2 separate regions of the Oryctolagus cuniculus genome follow, and region 1 is linked to region 2. The links are chromatin contacts, called in public Hi-C maps. All regions are on one chromosome and are shown on one strand. The core of a region is the stretch at or near the end of the contact, and the rest is flanking DNA. Distances in the headings are between cores, read along the strand shown. Region 1 has its middle 230 kb from the start of GSDMC. Region 2 has its middle 1.0 Mb from the start of GSDMC.

Region 1 (4,846 bases), core at 1,529-4,028, 810 kb after region 2:
AACAGAGAGATCTTCCATCCACTGGTTCACTTCCCAAATAGCCACAACATCCAGGGTTGGGCCAGGCTGAACCCAGGAGCCCGGATATTCATCTGGGTCTGCCACATGGGTGCAGGGGCCTGCGTACTTGCACCATCCTCCACTGCTGTCCCAGGTGCATTAGCAGGGTGCTAAACTGGAAGTGGAGCAGCTTAGTCTTGAACTGGCAGCCATATGGGATGCTGCATGACAGGTGGCAACCTTACCTGCAGTGCCGCAATACCAGCCCCTGTAATCAATATTTTTAAAGCAATAAATAAACGAATTTAAAATATTTAAGATTCTAGTACTGTTTAAGAGATGGTACAAATGTTACTTTGTGGTATATTTCATAAATTTAGGATCAATCTTATAATGTCTAGGATAAACACATGAGAATATATAACTCATTCTAATAAAGATGAGAAATATAGTTTAGAAATACTTGAATATTTCTAAACAGAGCAGGAAATAAACATTAAGAAGTGGTAAATAGTAAGTCAAAACCACAAAATTATCAGTAATCATACTTAAGACAAATAAACTAAGTACTCCAATTAGAAAACACATTGTCAGGCTAAGCAAAGCCTATAGGCTACTTACCTGTCCTTAAACATAAGAATGCTGAAAAGTTTAAAATCAAAGGATTTTAAAAGATGAGCTAAGCAAAAACTCAACAACAGGAATCTGGTTTATACCAAATATCAACCAACATAGACTTTAAGATTGGAAGCATTATTTGAAGAAGTATATTTCAGTGCCAGCCATTTGCAATGCAAGTATCCCATACTGGAGTGCTAGCTCAAGTCGCAGCTACTCCTTTCTATCCAGCTCCCTGTTAGTGCACCTGGGGAAGCAGTGCAAAGTAGTCCAAGTACTCAGGCCGGTGACACCCATGTGGGAGACCTGGTTGGAGTTCCTAGCTCCTGGCTTCAATCTGGCCCAGCCCCAGCCTTCACAGCCATATGAAGAATGAACCAGCAGGTATAAGAACTAGCTCATTCACGCGTGCTCTCTCTCTCTGCTTTTCAAATAAATAAATATTTTTAAAAGATGCATATTTCATGATATAAGGATCAGTTTACCAGATATAGCAATTCTGAATTTTCATGCACCTAATAACAAATGTATCAAATGTATAAAGCAAAAAAGCAAAAGGACAATGAGAAATGTAATGATGCTAAGAGGGGAATGTGGCATAGAAAGACCCACCAATGTGAAGTCAGTCTCACTTCCCTGACTTCAGCTCTCTTTTTCTCCTACACCCTGGTGAACTCTAAGACTCATTGTTCCTCATCAAACATTAGCTTTTCAGCCTTTATTGGCTTTCATTATGTCCCTACCCCCTTCTTCCTGTCTTCCTTGATTGAACACTGAATATCCTTATTCCATGTAATCTAGAAGGCCAAGGTCCAGCTCAAATATCACCTCCTCCATGAAGCTTTCCCAGAGCCCCTTATTTGAAAATACATAATTTCTTTTACCTCAAAATTCAGAAATTTGTTCAAGTTTCTTGGCATTTTCTATCTTAAATTCTAATTATTTCTGCATATGTATCAATTTCTCCTTTTATTAAAAAAGGGCTTCCATATGCTTCAACTTTGCATGGATTATGCTTGACAGAACAGGGTCCAAACCACAATGGGAGCTCAATAAATATCTGTTAAATAAAAGCATGATGAATTTTCCCAGCCAACTTTCTCCCAAAATTGCCAGCCAGCTCTAAAATATATGCAAGAGAAAAAACTGGAAATCTGTTTTAGAGAAAATGAGCCCATTTCAGACAAGAGTTTCCCATGCCAGAAGGCATCCATATTCTGTAGTCAACTGTGTTCTGTAGAATGGACCCCCGGGAAGCTGCAACAAAATTTCACTGCCACATAAAACTCCATCTTGCCAATACTTTGAGGTCATTTGTTCAGGCTAAGCAGACCTTACTGTGTAGGGTTGACAACTCTTACCAACTTATCACACATCCAAATAATTAATTGGGACTATAAAACTTCTATTTCCCTCTCCCTTGATTTTTGTTTAAATTTTATTTATTCATTTATTTGAGAGAGAGAGTTCCCATCAGTTGTTTCACTCTCCAATTGCTTGCAATGATCCAGCTGGGCAGAAGCCATGAGCCAGGAATTCAACCCAGGTCTCCCATGTGGTTGGCAGGGACCCAGTTATTTGAACAATCACTTGCTGTTTCCCAGGGTCCGCATTAACAGGAAGCTGAGGTCAGAAATCAGCCATAAATAGAATCCAGACACTCCAGTGTAAGACCCAGGGGTTTTAATCAGAGTCTTAACCAACACCCTTGATTTTTTTACCTTTCCTCTGTCCATGTAAAATGGTGATCAGGGGTAAAACTGACAGTGAAGTCACATGATCATTACTTGGTAATTCATCTCTGCCAAAATAGTTGCTTGACTTTATCAGATGCATTAATGCCATTTACATAACAGAAATAAAAACACAGCTTATCCTAGGCTGTTGTTATGAGAATTATATGAGAAAAATCTATGTGAGGCCACACAATAATGTGTGGTAAGAAGGATTAGCTCCTTCTTTTCTCCACCTTCCCCATCTCTTTTAGGGCCAGCATTTCTATTTCTATTTTCCCAGCTCAGAAGGCAGGCGATGGGCGATGACAAATCTACACCCATCAACTCCTTGGAAAAGAAAAGATTCATTCTGGCTGGCTGGCATTTCCAGGGCCTTGCTATTCTGAGGATTCCCTGTGTGCTAGATGAAACTGGATTTCCAATCAACTACTCCACCCAGGAGCATGGCCCAGGCCAGAGGCACTGACTCTTGTCCAAAATTGAGCTGATTCTGCCATCTAGAGGACCCCAGTGAATAGGCAGGCACCCACAGGGACTTCAGCCACAACACACTAAGCACCCTGCAAGGATAAAGCTTCATTCCTTCACTGACAAACATTTGATGAGGATCTGCTATGAACCAGGCCCTGCAGGAACAGGGTCCAAGGCAACCTCTGTCCTCAACGAGCTTGCAACATAGCCAGGAGCTCGCAATCTGGACAATGAGGCCAAGTCTCTGGAAGGAGGAAGAGTCCTTCCTGTAACAGTACAGAGTGAATTTGTCCACTGATAAATCACAGCCAGTAAAAAGTAGCTGAGCCAAGCCTTGCACTCGGGGATTGGGCTCCAATTTCCTGGACACTTAAACTGAGTCGTCATCAGAGGGCCCCTCCCCCTCATTCTGCAGCCAAAAGAGGAAAAGTGAGCCAACCAGGGCCACACAGCAAGAAAGTAGCAGTGCTAGATGGCAGAGCCATTCTTATAATGCCCCCTGTTGCCTCTGGAACCAAGGAACTGACTTATGCCTAAAGCAGTCCGACACCAGAGCAGAGTGACAGAGAGGGGGATACACAGAATTTTTCAAGAGCAGGCTTGTAGAAGTCAGTACTTTTTACAACTTGTTGAGGACCTCACCTGCCAACGATGGAATAAATGAGAACCCTTGGCCTCTGGCCTAGATTCATATAGCTCTTCTCACGCTATAAATCTGGTCCATTTGGAGAAAGCCCCTTTGACTTTCACGGGTGCTCCTTCAGTTGCCGGGAATGGTTGTACATTTGGAATTGTGCTTATGGTCTAAGAATCCCTTAGCTTTTGAAAAGTGCCAACGCGGAGACTTAAAGTTCAAGACACTTAAACTGGAAAGGAAATACCTTTCCCATAAGCAAGAATGCACTCCAGGATACCAGGCATTGCACCAATCTTCCCTTTACAGACCTGTATCACAGCTTATTATTACAAGTGTGCATTCCGCACCTACTATGTGCCAAGGACTCTGCTAAGCAAAGTACTGATGATACAGTGCCAAACTACTGCCCTCCTGGAGCTTGCAAGCCATTATGCAGAAAACTGTGTGTTATATTCTGATGACTGCATGAAAAGGAAAAGGTAGATCCTCCAAATAAACATCAGGATTAAATGCAAATTGAAAATGAATTTGTGATAAACTTTCCATTTGTTTGTGCCCACACCATTCCTATGCACACTTTCCTTAATGGACTGCTCACTGTTTCTGTTGCTGTAGTTTTTCAACTTTTGCTTCCATTTTTGTTACAGATTGTACTTACCTATATACACCACAAGATCCTCACCTTCTTAAGGTCAATGAAAAATTCTCTTTCACCTCTAGATCTTTTTTGTCTACACAAAGTACATTCAGGTTGAATCTTGTAATAAAGAAATGGAAGATTCAAAATGATCCCATTAGTTTATCCCTAGTTTCAAATATTACTGACAAACCATGCCCATAAAGACTTTAATTTGTAATGCATGAGACTTGGTTATTGAAGATCAGCAAAAATCTTAAAGTGACATGCTTCCATTCCAGTGATAACACTGCAAGTCATTCATGAGGTATAAAACATGAACAATCCGTCAGATACAGTGCTGGAGGCTGCCTGGAACAGGAGACACACATGTATATAAATAACCATAATATGCTTAAGAGTTCTCAGAAAGGAGCAAGCCTAACACCAGCAGCATTGATCAACGTCATGAAAATAGAAAGACCCAACTCATCTTTGTTGAAGTCCAAACAAACCTGACATCCAACTTTGAAGGCTGGAAATAGCTGCCTAGGTGAAGCCAGAAGTGGGAGCAAGGGGAGTTAAGTCTACATACTGTGCCACAAGTGAACAGGAACTGGCCAGAGTATACTCAAGTCCTAAGCACTTAAATATAAAATACTGAATAACCATTTACTTTTCAACTCGATTTTATATGAAGCTAATTTTAGATAAAGAACCATATCTTCCAACTGTGTCGTGCCTTTCCCATCCCATGTGCCTGAAACA
Region 2 (5,344 bases), core at 523-3,022:
TTGTACTCTTCCCAGAGGGGGTGAGAATTTGAGTTGAAATGCTCTGATTCTATATTAGTTTGGTAATTCAAGCCAGATTATCTACTTTCATCTTGTTTTAGTTTAATATATGTGAATGGATTCACACAACATTGTTTTCAGTATATTGATGACAATAGTACCTTGACTATAAATCACATCTTCCTAGCACAATCACTAACCTTTTGGGGGGAAATCCTACAGTTTGCCCTTATTTTGATACATCTGACTGTGCTTGTAAGTGATTCTGTTTGCCCATTCCTGGTGTTTAGCAAAGTCAGTTATCTGATTAACAATGACTTTAATTTGTGCAATGCTATTCAAAGCAGCAGGGAGAATCATCTAATTACATAGGCTGGTCCCCTCTAAGATTAACATGGTAGCTCCTTATGATAGACGAGAAAACTAAGGATGTGAAATGTCTAGAGTCTTTTTCAAGGTTTGTTTGCTGTTTCTTTGTTTAAAAGAAATACATCGGGGAGAGAGACAGAGAGAGAGACAGAGAGAGAAACAGAGAAATAGAGGGAGATTTTCCACCCATTGATTCACTTCCTCAAGGGTGTAATAGCCAGGACTGGGCCAGGTTGCAGCCAGGAGCCAGAAACTGCATTCTGGTCTCCCACATGGGTGGCATGGGCCCAAGACCCTAAGCCATCTTCTGCTGCCTTCCCAGGATAATTAGCCAGAAGCTGGATCAGAGTAGAACAGTTGGGATTTGAACACGGGATGCTGGCATCACAAGCAGTGGTTGGTTTAACATGCTGTGCCACAATACTGGGCTTGAGATGTCTAGAGTCTTGTCTATGACCAATTTTCTAGTTTGAGGCCAAGAGTCTAGTGTGCTTGCCTGGTCCTCTTATTTTAACTTTGCCCATCCATCTGCTGTACTTGTTTCACAGTTCCCTTGGTTTTTCTTTCAATTTCTTTTACTTATTTTGGCACATAGTTTCTGAACAAATAATATGACAACTAATTACATTCTATCTTTGACTAATTTCTATTATTGCTTGATATTATGTAATAAATTCTTAACACTTAAGTCTTAACTTTGCCCTGAAGATAAGAATCAAGTATTTCTCTTTGTTTACTCTATGAATCTTGCAAAGCAGTTGGCACACAGAAAACATTTGAAAGTGTTTATTACTGACAGTCTAGTTTTTCTTTGTTAGTTTTCATGCTAAAATGTAAATATTCATAGTTCACAATGGACTTTTGAGATGGCAACAGGGAGGAAAACAGAGTCAGAGGAATTAAGGGGTTTTCCACAATTCCATTAGCCATGAGTAATGTACTTGGACTGAAATCCCTGTCTTTTCATGCTCAGCCCAGTGCTTTTTCTTTTACTTCTTACAGCTTCTACAGGGAGTTCCACCAGTGAGGCTGGATATTGACTCTTTCCTGGAATCATTTTCTCTAGCTTCTGCCTTCTCAAATAAATATAAGGAAGATTTTTGATTATAGGACTTGTCATTGGGAATATAACTTTGACTTCACCCATAACTAAGATAAAGAAAGCTGTGTGTGTCCCAAGAAGCTCCTGGTGTCAGATACAGATTCCTGAAGCTGTCTGAATGCTAAGAGGCCACTGGTGGGTTCAGCTAGAAGCTAATCAGAGACTCAAGAAGCTGACTGGCAGGGCTCTCATCCTCCTTCTCAGCAACTTTGGCTTCCATCACTCTGATACCAAGAAAGTCAAGGATAGCTGGGAGAGTCAGAGCTGGGGAATACACAGCCAGTGGGCCATATGGAAATGTTTGGGGATTAGGAACTGAGCCATATGTGCTCATCTCATTCTGAGTGAGGCATTTATTTCCCTGCAGTGAAGAGGAAGTCGCCTGCAGTGACTCACTTTGGAGAAAGCAACCATGGCCTGAATCAAACCAGCCTCATTTCCACTGACTTCTGGAAGTGGGCAGCTGTGACTACTCATCACAAATAACCTGGTAGCATATATTAGGCACCATTTGTTCTATCAAAGCTTCTCTGGATAGATGGAAGAGATGAAATTTATCTAAGTCAACAGGGAACAAAGTACTCCCCGTCATAATGGATCACCTATGATGAGTGAAGCGCTTTTCATATTTATTTGATTTAATCATTACAGAAACCTTATGAAGTAAGCATTATCCCCATGTTACAGGTAAGAAACCCATGGCTCATAAAGATAAAGCATCTACATGGATGTTTAAACACAAGGGCTAAGGAGAGTGGAGTCTGGTTGAAAGTGCATGATCTTTCCATCAGTGTCCATTCATAAAAGCAACATCATAAGTACTATCAGCATGCACATAATATGAGAATTGTTACAGAGATTTTAACTTTGCCTAATGTGATGCTGGTGAAGGAGTCTGCAAGACTCTTGTTTATCCATCTAGCACCGGACTTTGAAACCTAAGGCAAACGTGGGGGAGGCAGATGGATGAAAGTGGGGGAAATTGGAAGCCACCAGGATGTGGTGCAATATATGTCAGCTCCTGCTACTTCTGACTGTGATGATATGGGTGTCATGAAGAAGATGTGGGCCACTTTGATGACAGAGCTAAACATACATACCTGCCCCAGAAGAAGGAGAAGCAGAAGAAGGAACTGGAGGAAGCTTGAGCAGCTGCCAGTCCAACTGTTGCCCATGCTGACAAGGTGACCCAACAGAAAGCTGAAATCCTCTGTAATCCACAATAGGCCTTGGCACCCTTCTTAGTTGCACAACAGTCTGTGTTGTGGACCACACAAACCAAAGCATTCTAGGAAAGGAATTCTGGGAAATGTAGTTCAGTTTAGTTAGGCTGACAGATTAAAATGCCACCAAAATATATTTGTGATGACAGGGCTCTGGTCTTTTAAGTGTTTACCAGATCTCCAATATGTTTCACATCAAAATAGCCTTTTCTGAATCCTGAAACAGATTCTGATTCTTTTTACCACGTGTTACAACCTGTTTATAGTTTTCCAATTTTGTTTGCAATGTCCCCGGCTCCTTTCTGTTTCCTGGAACATCACAAAATGTCTTATTGCTCCTGTGGTACTAATCTAGTTTCTTCTATTAATTCCCCATTTACTCTTGTCTCATGGATGACAACTGTTTTGGACAATTATTATTACTGTTTACTGTTGTTATTATTGTTAGAGGACTTTGGTTTGTAAGAGACATTTAGGACCAACTCTATATGATGTTTCTTTCTTTCTCTTCCCATTCCAGGAAATAGAGAAGCCCTGCAAGGAGCAGAAAGCAATGTCACTCTAGGGGGCCAATTTATACAGTGGAGTGCAAATCCCACTTGTACCTCACAGAGGAACGAGTTAAGATATGGCTTTTATAAACAGACTCTTGGATCTCTGTAAGGGGATTTGAAAAGTCAAACATGCTGGGGCCATGACTATAAAAGTAAAATTACAAGGCTCAGGAACCTTTCCAGAGACAAGTTTATTTCAAACATTGCTATCTTGTAGGTGTTATTCTTAGCAGAACATGGGTTCACATCAGCTTTCATTTCAACTTCCAGCTGGGGTGGGAGTCATGAATAGCTTCATTAGGCTGCTGAATCCATTACAACACGATACTGGTTTTCCCTCAAGTCTTTATCATGACTTCTGGACCAACCCCTTCCTCTTCCTAAAAAGCTTGCATGCATTTCTTTGTGGATATGTTTATTTAATCAGTAGGAAAAAAATCAGGTGATTATATTGTGCCAGGTACTATGATTGCTCCAAGAGTATACAAAGACTCATTAAGTTAAGTACCAACCCTCCAGGACTTAAGAACAAGATAGAGAAAAGGCAACCCAACACATTCAATGACTTGTTGCAAGTGCTATAGTAGAAGTCTACATGATGGAGAAATGGGAACACACAACAGGGACAGAGCTCTTCCCTGGAGATGCAGAAGGTTGTGGTGAAGTTGTTGTTGAAGTGGCAGGCATTACACACATGTCAAATGATTAAACACCCTTGAATTAGACACACCTTTATGTTTGAACGTGTAAAACTTTGACATACGACTCAGCAGAATGTGTGTGTTCAAATCCTAAACCTGCCATTCGTTTCCAAGCTACCTTGAGAAAGTTATTTCACCTCTTTGTGCTTTGGTTTCACCAGAAGAAAATTGGAGACAATAGTAACTACACTCTAGGGTTGTTGAGAACATAAATGGAATATAAATGTAAAGCCCTTTGAATATTTTTGGTATCTGGTAAACTCTACAGAACAGTTTACTATTAATAATAAAGCATTATATTTAAAAATTGGTGTGGAGACAAAAGCAGTACTTTAGAATTAAAGTGTCTGCTATTCTTTCCCTTCCCAAAATGGGAAAATTTGAAGAAACACTGACTTCAGTTGAGTCCCTTCTTCTGATGGGTCTCAGTTTAACATCTGCACAAATTAGAAACTCAAAAATATCTTCTATGTGTCAGGCATTTTTTAATCTCTTCATCAGTGTCATCTCATTTTACTCTCACAATAGCACAATAAGAGGGGTTTCTATTGTTCATGTGGATTTTGCAAATGAGGAAAATAGGAAACAAGTTCATGTCTGTGGAGGTTATGAGTAAACTTATCCTGTGCCTTGCTTCTGAGAGCTAGACTCTGCCTTCATTCTCTCCTTACTTGGGTGTTCTATCCATAATGATTGACATATGATTTACATCACAATGATGTACACACTTGAATCCTCAGAACAAAACTCCTTACAAACATTGGGATTATTTGTGTCTAATTTCATAGATATGTAAACTAAGGAGGTTAAGTAGCATGCTCTGTGTAATAGTAACTGGACAATACCATTTTAGCAACCAGGTCGGAGTCCAACACTGGCGTCTTCATACACTAAACTGTACTGTCTGTTTGCATGTTAGGAGGGGGGTGAGATGGGAGTAGTGTATTTCATCTCTCTCTCTCTCTCTCTCTCTCTCTCTCTCTGTCTTATCATGACTTGAGATACACACACACACACACACACACACACTTCCAAATAATATGAGGAGATGTACAGGTCTTTTGAAGGCCATTCACAGAGCCAGTTATGCTACCATTGGTTCCAACTTTTACATAACTTCACTCCAACCTTTATGTGTTTTCAACCAAGGATATTAATTATGCTCTACTGATCTTTCTCAGAAAGTAAAAAGTATATTGATGATGAATACTTCTAACTTCATTCTGTTTTCTTGAAGACATGCTTTCATAATAACTGTCATAGCCCCATCCCCCCATCTCCAGTCTTTTTCTAACATCACCAGTTTTCAATCAATTGATCAGGTTTAGGGATTTGGACTAGGTGCATTCTCAGGTTCCTTCTAGATTTTGATTTTTATGCCTGAGACAACAGGAT

The links. A called contact is a pair of places that touch in the nucleus more often than the background predicts.
Region 1: a Hi-C map of skin fibroblasts shows a contact between it and region 2, with 4 times the contacts expected there. The contact joins two enhancer-like sites. A contact is called at or near these places in 2 of 6 Hi-C or Micro-C datasets (skin fibroblasts and an unstated tissue).

The regions. Positions count from the first base shown.
Region 1 is chr6:155,290,048-155,294,893 of mOryCun1.1, forward strand. No RefSeq gene overlaps it. Among named protein-coding and RNA genes, the nearest start is that of GSDMC, 230 kb to the right of the region's middle. Within about 2 kb of position 2,779, at least 1 of the 8 cell types and tissues checked has an H3K27ac peak or open chromatin away from gene starts, as enhancers often do.
Region 2 is chr6:154,482,844-154,488,187 of mOryCun1.1, forward strand. No RefSeq gene overlaps it. Among named protein-coding and RNA genes, the nearest start is that of GSDMC, 1.0 Mb to the right of the region's middle. Within about 2 kb of position 1,773, at least 1 of the 8 cell types and tissues checked has an H3K27ac peak or open chromatin away from gene starts, as enhancers often do.